Regions from separate parts of the Canis lupus genome. Here region 2 is linked to region 1. The links are chromatin contacts, called in public Hi-C maps. All regions are on one chromosome and are shown on one strand. Each heading gives the region's core, a stretch centred on a gene start, on an enhancer-like site or on the middle of the called end of the contact. The rest is flanking DNA. Distances are from core to core; before and after follow the strand shown. Region 1 holds the start of TG (thyroglobulin). Region 2 overlaps TG (thyroglobulin).

Region 1 (5,708 bases), core at 2,359-4,858:
GGACTGTGTTCCTTTGACTACTCATGATGATAATTATTTTATCTTATTTTTTTTTTCAAATAATTATTTTAACAGGGACGTTTTCACCTAAGCCTCAGATTTTACAAACACCTGAGGTGAGAGAACACTCGGTGTGTCCGGGGCCTCATTCTGCTTCCAGCAGCCCTGGAGGTCCGGCCCTGTGGCTTCCTCAGCGCCAGGCATGTGGCCGGCGAGCCAGGCCAGCTCGGCACCTGTTTGCTGAACAAATGGTGTGCTCGGCCCCCTGGATCTTCACGGCAGTCCCGCAGGAAGTAAGGCCTGGCATGCGCAATCGTCATCCTCATTGGAAGGGCAGCCTCCGGCAGCCCGGGGCCCAGGGACCCTCCTTCCCTCCCTGCCCCCGTGAGCACTTACAGGCCGCGGGCCGAGCAGGCTGCCTGCTGCCGGGCACCTCCACGCCGTCGGCACCCACACACCAGCAGGTGCGCCCGTCATTCTGGCACTGGACCGTCCTGCGGGCAGGAGGGACACACCACAGGGACTGCATTATAGGGACCCCAAGCTGCAACCCAGCTGGCTGTCCCTCGTCTTTTCCGTTCTTCCACTTTTTTTTTGAGATTTTTTTATTTATTCATGAGACACACACACACAGAGAGAGAGAGAGAGAGAGAGAGACTGGGAGAGGCAGAGACACAGGCAGAGGGAGAAGCAGGCTCCATGCAGGGAGCCCGAAGCGGGACTCGATCCTGAGACTCCAGGATCAGGCCCTGAGCCCAAGTCAAGCGCTAAACCACTGAGCCACCCAGGGATCCCCTCTTCCATGTTTTAATTTCTTTAAATTAGGGAGACATGGAGGAGAGGGGTGAGCGACAGAGGCCAAAGCTGGCCTTTACCTGAATTGCTCATCCCCGTGACATCTCAGCCCTTCACCCTCCAGACATCTGGTCTACAAGGCCACCCTGTTGTGTGGCTGCCACATGGCCACCACTGTGGAGGGTGAAAGTGGTGCCAGGGCTGGGCTAAGTGGTCTGGGGCCAGGAAAAACATCAGGTAAAGTCGGGGGTGTTGGAGAGCAGAGCCTCGGGCCGGGGTTACACGGAGAGGCACATCTGTGGGTGGCCTGCAGCAAGCAGTGGCCACAATGAGGCCAACAAGATGATCAAGCATCCTTCTAGGGGCAGAAGGTCACAGGTGCACCAGATGAAGACAAAAGCTCCCTGAGGAGGACCAGGGTGCTTGGAACTGCAGGTGGCATGGGAAGAGCCACATGAACAAGGTGAGCACAGGTGAGCCATCCGCCACGTCCCGTGCCATTCCACACGTCCTCAAGGCCCCAGTAGTGGCCGGCCCATGGCGTCGCTGCCCTCCTGGGAGTGTGTAAGGGGGCTTCTAGGTGCATGGGGAGGACTCAGACCATGAAGGCAGGCAGGGATGCTTCATAAGGGGTTCCCAGAACGCAGCCACAGATGGGGCTCCCCTGGTCCAATGTGACTGGCACAGCGCGGGGAAGTTAACATCCACGCCCACACAAAGGACTCCCGTGCATTCTGCTGGGGAGTCGAGATTATCACTGCACTCTTGGGGGCCAGTCTGGGATGCAAGTTCACATTAGGGCAGCCAGAAGCCCCCTCCAGAGAGGAGCTCACAGCGGGGACAGAGGCGCATGGCCCAGAACGCTGGCCCTGGCTGGGCTCGGACGTGCAGCGGCAGCCTGAAGTCCGGGCAGCTTGTGCCTCCCCCCACCCCGGACCTCTCAAGGCCACAGGTGAAGGGGAGGGCGGCACTGAAGCCTCAATCCCCCACCCCTTTTATTAAAGCAGTTACAGGCAGCCCAGGTGGCTCAGCCGTTTAGCACTGCCTTTAGCCCAGGACATGATCCTGGAGACCCAGGATCGAGTCCCACGTCGGGCTCCCTGCATGGAGCCTGCTTCTCCCTCTGCCTGTGTCTCTGCCTCTCTCTCTCTCTCTCTCTCTGTGTGTCTCTCATGAACAAATAAATAAAATCTTAAAAAAAAAAAAGCAATCACACTGAAAGTTTGGGCAGGAAATGAAGGGAAGTACCTGGTCCTAGCTGGGATGATGAGGGACTGGGGCGCTTGGGTCAGATTATCCTGTGTCAATCAACCCCAGAGGTGGGCACCCCTCCCCCCAAGTGACAGTGGCCACATGTCATGCATGTGGGGTGAGTGGGGGCACAGCACAGGAGCGGGTGGGAATGAGATAAGCTTTAAGGTCTCTTAGGGCCCCAGGAGTCCACAGGGCTGAGGGAGCCTTACTGGTAGCTGCCGTCTTCCGCGCACTGAGGAACATACTCTGCTCCTTTCAGAAAGGCCCTCTCCCTCTGCAGCTCGCAAGGACGCAGAGGCTGGGCGTCCACCTGGTATTCTGGGGAAAGGGAAGCAGCTCATCAGGGAAGAGTATGGATGGGATTCCAGTAGCAAAGCACAGATCCTCTCCTGGGCTGTATTTCTGGCATCACCATCAACAATTAGGCTCTAATTTCCAGTTTGGTGGTTATTGATGCGTTTCTAAGTAGGACATTGGCCTGTTTAACCCTCAGCCTCAAAAAAAAAAAAAAACAAAAAAACAAAAAAAAACCCTCAGCCTCTCCTGGGAAGTGATGTCCGCCCTTCACCCTTGTGTCCCTGAGATGGTGAAAATAACCCGCTCAAGGTCACACAGCTGGCACGAGTGGGATCCGAAGTCAACCTTCAGACCCCGCCTTCTCCCAAGACTCGGGGGGTTAGGTCCGAACACCAGGAAGAAGGTGATCTTGGATCTATCAAGCCATCCCCATGGGCAGGGCACCTCCCTGGCACAGGTCAGGGATGCAAACTCATTAATAACTCCCCCGTGTTGTTCTTTTCGCTGAGAGCGCATGTGACATGCAGGAGCTTATCCAAAATCACAACCACGTCAGAAGAGGAGTGTCACTGGCTTACTTTTCCAGCAAGAAAACCGAAGCTTAGGCTTATCCAAAGTCACCCAGCAAGTGGCTGAGCCTCTGCTGGAATTTATGTCTATTTCACTGAACAGGTGGATTTTTTTTTTCCGCTACCTGCAGACTACTTCTCAAATGCCTCACATAGATCACCTCGGCCTGAGACAGCTAAGGGAATTAAAAAAAAGAAAAAGAAAAAGAAAAACAAAATAAAAATAAAATAAAATAAAATAAAATAAAATAAAATAAAATAAAATTAAATTAAATAAATAAATAAATAAATAAATAAATAAATAAATAAATAAATAAAATAAAAAAAGTTGATGCCAACATTCACAAAAAGGATGGGGTGGGGTGAGCTAAAATTGACTTAGGAAGATCTGATTTCCCATCTACTCTCCATGAATCACAGGTTCCGTGACCTCAAGGCAAATCACAGGTTCCGTGACCTCAAGGCCTCTCTGAACCTCTGTCTCTTCATCTGAAATCCGTCCTCGGGACATTGTGGGGATTCAATGAGACCACAAATGTCCTGAGGCATGGGGGCAAGACCATCGGAGTTGTGGCCTGGAAGCCCCCTCCAGACCCTCTGCTCCACGGTCTTGGCTCATAACTCACCGAAGATGTTGGCTGACACCACGCAGGCTGAGCCCAGCAGACTGAAGACCCACAAGGCCAGGGCCATTTTGCAGGCCCTTCTGGGGATGAAGGGGTGGAAGCCACTGCCCACCCCAGGCTCTGGCCAGGGAGCCTTTATAGAGCTGCTCGGGCACCTGCTCCCCTGCCCACGGGCACTCAGCGAAGCGGCGCCTACCCTGTTTTCTCTGCAGGTCACAAGGGGCTCCTCCACCTGCATCTGCTCCCTTCTGAGGACACTCGTGTGGCCAGTGGGGGACGAGATCTTGTTGAGGCCCTGTGGAGCAGAACGGGGGGCAGGTGGCTTTGAAATCCGTCTTTACAAGTGAAGGCCAAAGCTCCGTGGGCAACGGGCTCAACCCTTCTGGGAGAAAAGCTTTCCTTCCCTTCCCTTCCCTTCCCTTCCCTTCCCTTCCCTTCCCTTCCCTTCCCTTCCCTTCCCTTCCCTTCCCTTCCCTTCCCTTCCCTTACTTTCCCTTCCTTCCTTCCTCCCTCCCTCCCTCCCTTCCCCCCTCCCTTCCTTTCCCTTCCCTTTCCTTCTCTTCCTTCCCTTCCCTCCCTTCCTTTCTTTCCTTCCCTTCCCTTCCCTTCCCCTCTCCTCCCCTCTCCTCCCTTCCCTTCCCTTCCCTCTCTTCCCTTCTTTCCCTTCCTTCCTTCCTTCCCTCCTCCCCTTTCCTTCCTTCCTTCCTTCCTTCCTTCCTTCCTTCCTTCCTTCCTTCCCTCCCCCCCCTTTCCTTCCCTTCTCTTCCCTTCCCTTCCATCCTTGCCTTCCTTTCCCTTCCCTTCCCTTCCCCTCCCCTCTCCTCCCCTCCCTTCCCTCCCCTCCCCTCCCTTCCCCTCCCCTCTCCTCCCCTCTCTTCCCTTCCCTTCCCTCCCCTCCCCTCCCCTTCCCTTCCCCTTCCTTCCTCCCTTCCTTCCTCCCTTCCTTCCTCCCTTCCTTCCTTCCTTCCATTTCCCAGAGCACCACAACAGTGGAATCCATTCTGGGCAATGAGAATATGGCAGGGAACAGGCAAAGCCAGGAGTATGGAATATAAGAGTTTTAGTGAGGGAAGCCACACACACACACACTCCTATCCATACTTGCTCTCCCCTCACCTCTGTCCCAGGACGTCAGGATCCCCCACCGAAAGGCAGCGGGCACTGTGTTGTCCACAGAGAGACTGTAAAGCAGTGTGTTGTCTCTTGGCAAAGCCAGGCTCCTTCCTTTTCTCCTTTCCCTGCGTGACCATGGCAAAATCACCCCATCCTCTCGAGCCCCTGCCTCCTTCTCTAGAAAACAGAAGTGAAAAGAGAATAATATTGTGTGCCTACTTGTTGCAGTTGCTAGAAGGGAATAAATGGGACACTGAAGAGTACGTGCTCCAGAGAAGCTAACAGTTAATACCACTGATTTTTCTCATTTTGCAAATGATACGGTGCCAGGCAGTGACGGACCCGCAGGGCACCCTGCAGGTGAGGGGCTGGTGACACTTGGGGGCAGGGGTGGTGGGCCCACAGGGAGGAACTCTCCGAGGATTTGGCACCTATGTGGAAGGAGGGCTGGGGAGAGTCTGGAGGGAGGTCATCCCAGGCCAGGGGAAGGGCAGGACAGGCTGGGAGGAGGAGCCTGCTCCGTGCACCCAGGAGGAAGATGGAGGGTCCCAACAGCAGAACAGTGGATACTACTACCCAGTAGAGGTGCCCTGAATGTTACAAGAGTTAACATATGTGAAGTGCTTAAAACCTCGGTTCCCTTCATCTTTACTATGTTCAGGATACAAAATACATAAAGTAACACTCAAGAGCCTCAGCTCCAGCTCTAGCAGCAGCCCCAGTCCCAGCCCCAACCCCAACCCCAGCACTAGCCCCAGCCTCAGCCTCAGCCCCAGCACTAGCACTAGTACCAACCTCAGCCCTAGCCTAAGCCCCAGCCCCAACCTCAGCCCCAACCCCAACCCTAGCCCCAACCCCAGCCCCAGCCCCAGCCCCAACCCCAGCCCCAGCCCCAGCCCCAGCCCCAGCCCCGACCTCAGCCCCAACCACAACCCTAGCCCCAACCCCAGCCCCAGCCCCAGCCTCAGCCCCAGCCCCGACCTCAGCCCCAACCCCAACCCTAGCCCCAACCCCAGCCCCAGCCCCAGCCTCAGCTCCAGGCCCATTTCAAATT
Region 2 (5,735 bases), core at 741-3,240, 250 kb before region 1:
ACTCAGCAGGTGACTGGCAGAGCCAGGACCCCAATCCAAGCAGCTCATCTTGGCCATGCTCTCAACCTCTACATTATGACATATGTGTTTTTATACCCAGAACAAGATGCCATGTTCTTGAGCCGAATTGTACCCTCTTACTCCAATGTAAAGAGAGCACCGATTGGGCTGAATCCATAGAATATGTTTCCATCCTAGCCCTTACCCTGAACTAAACCATCAGAAACTGGTAAAAATACCAGAAATACTGCAATGGGTATACCAGAGGGTGCCGCTCTCACTGGGTCTTTGAGAAGATTCCTTGAAGCATTGCAGAGGAAAGCATTCTGGAAACTGTAAAGCAAAGTGCACCTGAGTCACTGCTGCTGATATCCATTGTGTAAAGCAGACAAAAGACAGATGCCCAGAGGGGAGGAGATCCATCCTCCTGAGATCCCAACTGGACATATTTCCTAAAGTAAGGGAGCACATTCCGACACTGCTTCCAGAAAGTTCTAGTGGTCTTTATGCCTCACAGTCAGGATGGAGGGTCATGGGCAAAGCAAAGGCACTGCAATGAGGTTAGGCCATCCTGAAGGTAGGGCTGAGCTGAGGCCAGCACTGGGTGAGGCATATACCAAAAGTTGCAGAGAGGGCCAGGGGCTGGGGCCGGTTCTGGCCCCAAGTAGGGCTGAGGCTCCGAATCTCATCATCTAAATACAGCCAGATGCCGCTGAACACAGCACCCGACCTGGCTTCCAACTCCACATGGTGACTTCACACCTTAGCTAGCACCTTTCCCTCCTGAGTCACGTGGACACAGTGCTATCAGCTCCATGTGCTTCCTCTCAGGGTGAGATGCCTAAGAATCAAAAGACAAAACCTCGGTGGAGTATTCCTCATGTGTCCTCAGCATTTTGCAGATAGTATTTTGTGCCTTACGACCATCACATGAGGCAGATGATATTATCATCCCATTGTATAGATAAGGGGCTCAAGACACAGAAAGGCAAATGACTCACCCAGGACCACAGGATTGGGTGGAGGCCAAACCACAGTCTGAACGCAGGTGACCAGGCTCCAAGGCCGAGCCCTCAGCCACCGGGTCAGCCTTCCATATGCACTGGGCAGGTTCTTGAAGAAAGATGGTGGCATTATTACCATCTCTTCTGTACTTAGCTGTCAGGACCAAAGAGGAACCTTGTGGCCAGAGTCAGAGGGGAGGGTAGCTGCAACCCAAGCCCAGAGAGAGGAGAGAGCATATAGGGTGTGGATCCTGACAGCAGCAATATTGTTATCCTGGGGCCTGGAAGCCCTTTCTGATGGCTCCGAGCCACTAGAGTGGGGCTGGCTGCTTGGTCCACAGATGCAACAGGGCAAGGGGCAGGGAGGTGGTCATCTACATTGGTTTTCTGTCCTCATACCATTTAAAAAAGCTCAGAGTCTTCCACTGTTGGTGGAGTTTGCTACAAAACTCACAAGGCAAGGTTCCTGCACCACTGAGCTCCAGCCAGGGGCTTGCTCTAAGCTTCAGCATCCATAGCGCATGGAGTCCTAATGCCTGAGCTCGCAGTGAGAATAAGCAGCCGCGAAAGTAAAATACCCAGGCAGCCCAGAGCCAGGAATTCAACCATGGTAACAATCTACAAGGGACAAGATGATTTAGCCCACGGGCTTCTTTCTAATGAGGGGCCCAGCTTTTCTGAGAACCACTGGATCTGTTCTGTCTTAAGAGAACACACACACACGCGCGTGCACACATACGCTCAAAGTACTCAAGGTCAAAGTATCATGTTCTAAATTGCAAATCAAGTTGGCAAACTGCAGGCTGCTGAAGTGGGGCCTTTGAGCCCAGCTTCGCCCACAGGTAGACTGTGGGGACCCGGACCTCTGGAAGGGGCCCTCTGATGTTTGTTTTTTTTTTTTTTTTTTTCCCTCTGATGTTTTTATCACTGGGTACAGCTATAAAAAGCAAGAGCTCCCGATACCGTGAGGAAGTGGTTAAAGGCGTGGGTTACAGCGATACTGCACGATGGCTTAGAGAACTTTCCTCTCCCTCAATTATATTGTTTTAATCGATCTTGTTGAAGGAAATGTCTTTCTCCATGGAAAATTGGTGGTTAAAACAAGTCAACGGCCAGCTCAGCCCTCACTTGAAAGCACTTGGACAGAGACAAAAGAATGGGGCCGGAGGAGGGTGTGTCATAGAGCAGGGGCTTTGGGGATAGAACTGTCTATGCAGCCTGGGCCTGTAGAACAGGCCGTCAGCCCTATAGAACTGAACCTGGCAGAAGGAAGGACCAGGTTCACACTCTAGCCCTGTTACTTTCTGGTAAAGGGACTCAGGCAGGTGACCGACTTCGGGAGCTTTGGTGTCCTCATCTGTGAATGGGAATAACAAACTGTCCTCTAAGGGTCATCATAAAGACACAGAGAAGATGGTGGGTGTCCTGTGCATGGTGGGTGGTATATTCATAATGCAGGTGGCACCACAGGGGCTAACAGGACCCCTGCAGAGTTTGGAGGCAGCAGTGTCTTCAGCCTGCCTGGGCACACAGCAGTCTCTTGGTTGGCCCTGGGCCTGGACTTATCTAAATCTGACCTAGCTATTAATCGGCAATGAGTTTCCGCCTGTTGTATGTGTGTGTTTTTTTTAACTTCAAAAATAATGTGAGATAAAACCACAATTGCTGACCACTGCTTTTTCTCCCTGAAGCTTCTGAACATCAGTCAGTCAGCCACCCTAGTCACCTCTGAAGCAGGACCTGCCCCCATCTAAGCATGCATATAGACACAGATCATCACAGATGAAAGATACACCCACAGTACAGGCACACACAGAGACATACACACTCAGAAACACACAGTCGCAGACAGAAACACACAGTATACACAGACATACTTAGATACACGCAGACGTACAATAACACACACATACACACCAGAATTTCTTGAAATGGACAGTCACTCCCGGGGAGGTGGGGGAGGGGTGGCAGATGGGTTCAGGGGACTGATTACTCACATGAGCTAGAGAGGAAAGGAACAGGGTCCTAAGTATCCCAGCATCCTCAGAATGGGGCCCGGGACTCAGAAAAGTAGGTTTTGAATGAGTGAACCAGTGACTGTATGAGTGAGGGCAAGGAAGAATGGATGGATGGATAAATGAATGGATGGATGGATGGATGGATGGATGGATGGATGGATGGATAAATGGATGGATGGATGGATGGATGGATGGATGGATGGATGGATGGACGGATGGATAAATGGATGGACGGATGGATGGATAAATGGATGGATGGATGGACAAATGGATGGATGGATGGATGGGCCTACTTATTATCCTGAGTGAAAAGGGGTATTTGCATGAAAGAATAGTGAGAAATAAAGTTGAGAGGATTTTGAATCCAGCCTAAGCAAGAGAGAAAATTCAGAGGGTGGTAAACCATAGCATACAGGATAGTGATAGGGAGTCAGGAAAGGCTTTTGACCAGGGTGTTGCAGAGAGGATTTGAGGAATGTCATTGATCATTGGTTCCTTGCTTCCTTGGCACTGAGAACAGTGCATAGCACCCAGTAGGCTCTCAGTAAATGACTGAACCCCGAAGCCTCCTGAAGAGGCACTTCTGATGGCAGAGGTGCAGATGGTTATCCCTTTGCCCCCAGAGCCTAGCACAGCACATGTGCACGAGAGGCCTTCACTAGACACGGATCCAGCAGAATGGCACTAGAACGAGTGGCTGGATGGTCAGCTCTCAGGTTGATCGGGATAAGTGAGAGGGAGCAGTGCTGAAACGGGGAGCCCAGCAGAGGCTGGCAGGGGCTGGGGAGAAAGGATGAGGTGGAACCAGGTGTCACTTCCACGGCTCTGCACCAGCCACTCTCTTGGGAAGGGGCCTGGCCTGGAGGCTGCCCGCAGAGTACTTGAGACAGTTGAACTGGGGGATATTACTGAGCTGCCCAGACAGCCCAGAGAAAACTCGGGACGTTAAGTCAGAGACAGACTTTTTTTTTTTTAAGCCATTATACATCCACATTCATGTTAGTATTGTCTTTAGTGTTTTCTTTTTCTTTTTTTTTTTTTTTTTCTTTTCTTTAGTGTTTTCTACACTGAAACCATCTTCTTGATGCCCCAAAGCACGAGTTTTACCCTAACTCATAGCACCTGAGTTGTGGCAAAACTTCATGCAAATGGATGATAATGAACACAACTTTTATCTCGAAACTCTAGTCTCTGGGCATCGGAGCACATTTCTCCCTCCTCTTCCTAGGAGTCAGCAGGTCTAGGTTTTAGTTGGTGAAAGCACAGAGCGTTTGAACAAGGAAAACAAGGGTATGACTCAGCCCTTGCTAACGCCCTCCCCATATCGCCAGCTCAGGTGTCGATCTTGCCTCGGAGGGCTTAACATCAGCGCCGGGGCCGAAGCCCAGCCTAGAAGAGCATGTAAAGGAGACTCAGTGGATGGCCTCCTTCTTTTGTGAAGAAGTGGGCACATGTGCAAAACCTCAGTCCCCCGCAGCCAGGCTTCCTCCCTGACCTGTTGCCAGGTGTTCAAGGAACACGCTGTGTACTGAACTGGGTGCAGAGAAAATGCTCTCCTGGCTTCCGGACTGTTGCCCTCAGTTCTGTTAGTACTATCGGAAGACAAATGCACGCCAGCAACTTCACTGGCTAATTCTAGGCCGCCACTCTTTTTTTAAACCTTCGAAATAGACTTTCAGTGTAGAAAAGTGGGGTGGTCCTTCATGAATCTCAGCAGATGGCAGAAGGTGACACCTGCAGGGAACACAAGCAGCCTGGTTCCTCTGTGGTTCAGGGAAGGGAACGGGAGGTAAGACTTCACATCCGGAGTCTCTCTCTTCCTTCGTGGGGTACCTGCGGAGCCCTACTGGGCCTGTCAATGTCCCCCTGCTTCCATCTTTCCATTTTTAAATTATATCAACTTTTCAAAGGAGGCAGAAGAGAAGGAAACATTGATTGATAAAGTCCCTTTTAAGAGCCAGGTCAGGTATTATGCTGAGTGAAATAAGTCAATCGGAGAAGGACAAACATTATATGGTATCATTCATTTGGGGAATATAAAAATTAGTAAAAGGGAATAAAGGGGAAAGGAGAAAAAAATGAGTGGGAAATATCAGAAAGGGTGACAGAACATGAAAGACTCCTAACTCTGGGAAATGAACTAGGGGTGGTGGAAGGGGAGGTGGGTGGGGGGGTGGGGGTGACTGAGTGACGGGCACTGAGGTGGGCACTTGACGGGATGAGCACTGGGTGTTATTCTATATATTGGCAAATTGAACACCAATAAAAATTAAATTTCTTAAAAAAAAAAAAAAAAAAGAGCCAGGTCAGGGACGCCTGGGTGGCTCAGTGGTTGAGCATCTGCCTTAGGCTCAGGGAGTGATCCTGGGGTCCTGGGATCAAGTTCCACATCGAGCCCCCTGCAGGGAGTCTGCTTCCCCCTCTGCCTATGTCTCTGCCTCTCTCTCTCTCTCTCTCTCTCTCTTTCTCTCTGTGTCTCTCACGAATAAATAAATAAGATCTTAAAAAAGAAAAAGAGCCAGGTCATTCATGTGCATTTTCTCATGTGATCCCTACTATAACCTTCTAAGTACCGTCATCTCCATGTTACAAATGGGGAGACCGAGACCCAGAGTGGCTAGATAATTTGTTCAAGGCCTTGGGACCGAATGTTGCAGAACTGGGATTATAAGGCTTGCTGTTTCGTCCTTCACTGCACTGCCTACCATGAACA

The links. Hi-C and Micro-C count contacts between places; a contact is called where the count stands out from the background.
Region 2: a contact with region 1 is called in a Hi-C map of skin fibroblasts, with 2.8 times the contacts expected there. The contact joins the enhancer-like site here to the promoter of TG in region 1.

What each region holds. Positions count from the first base shown.
Region 1 is chr13:29,842,302-29,848,009 of UU_Cfam_GSD_1.0, reverse strand. TG (thyroglobulin) reads right to left here and starts at 3,608. Exons shown (of 48, transcript NM_001048104.1): 1 at 3,542-3,608; 2 at 2,259-2,367; 3 at 397-494. The coding sequence starts at 3,608.
Region 2 is chr13:30,086,391-30,092,125 of UU_Cfam_GSD_1.0, reverse strand. The region is part of intron 41 of TG (thyroglobulin); the gene reads right to left. The region is part of intron 1 of SLA (src-like-adapter); the gene reads left to right. Among named protein-coding and RNA genes, the nearest start is that of SLA, 33 kb to the left of the region's middle. Within about 2 kb of position 1,990, at least 2 of the 20 cell types and tissues checked have an H3K27ac peak or open chromatin away from gene starts, as enhancers often do.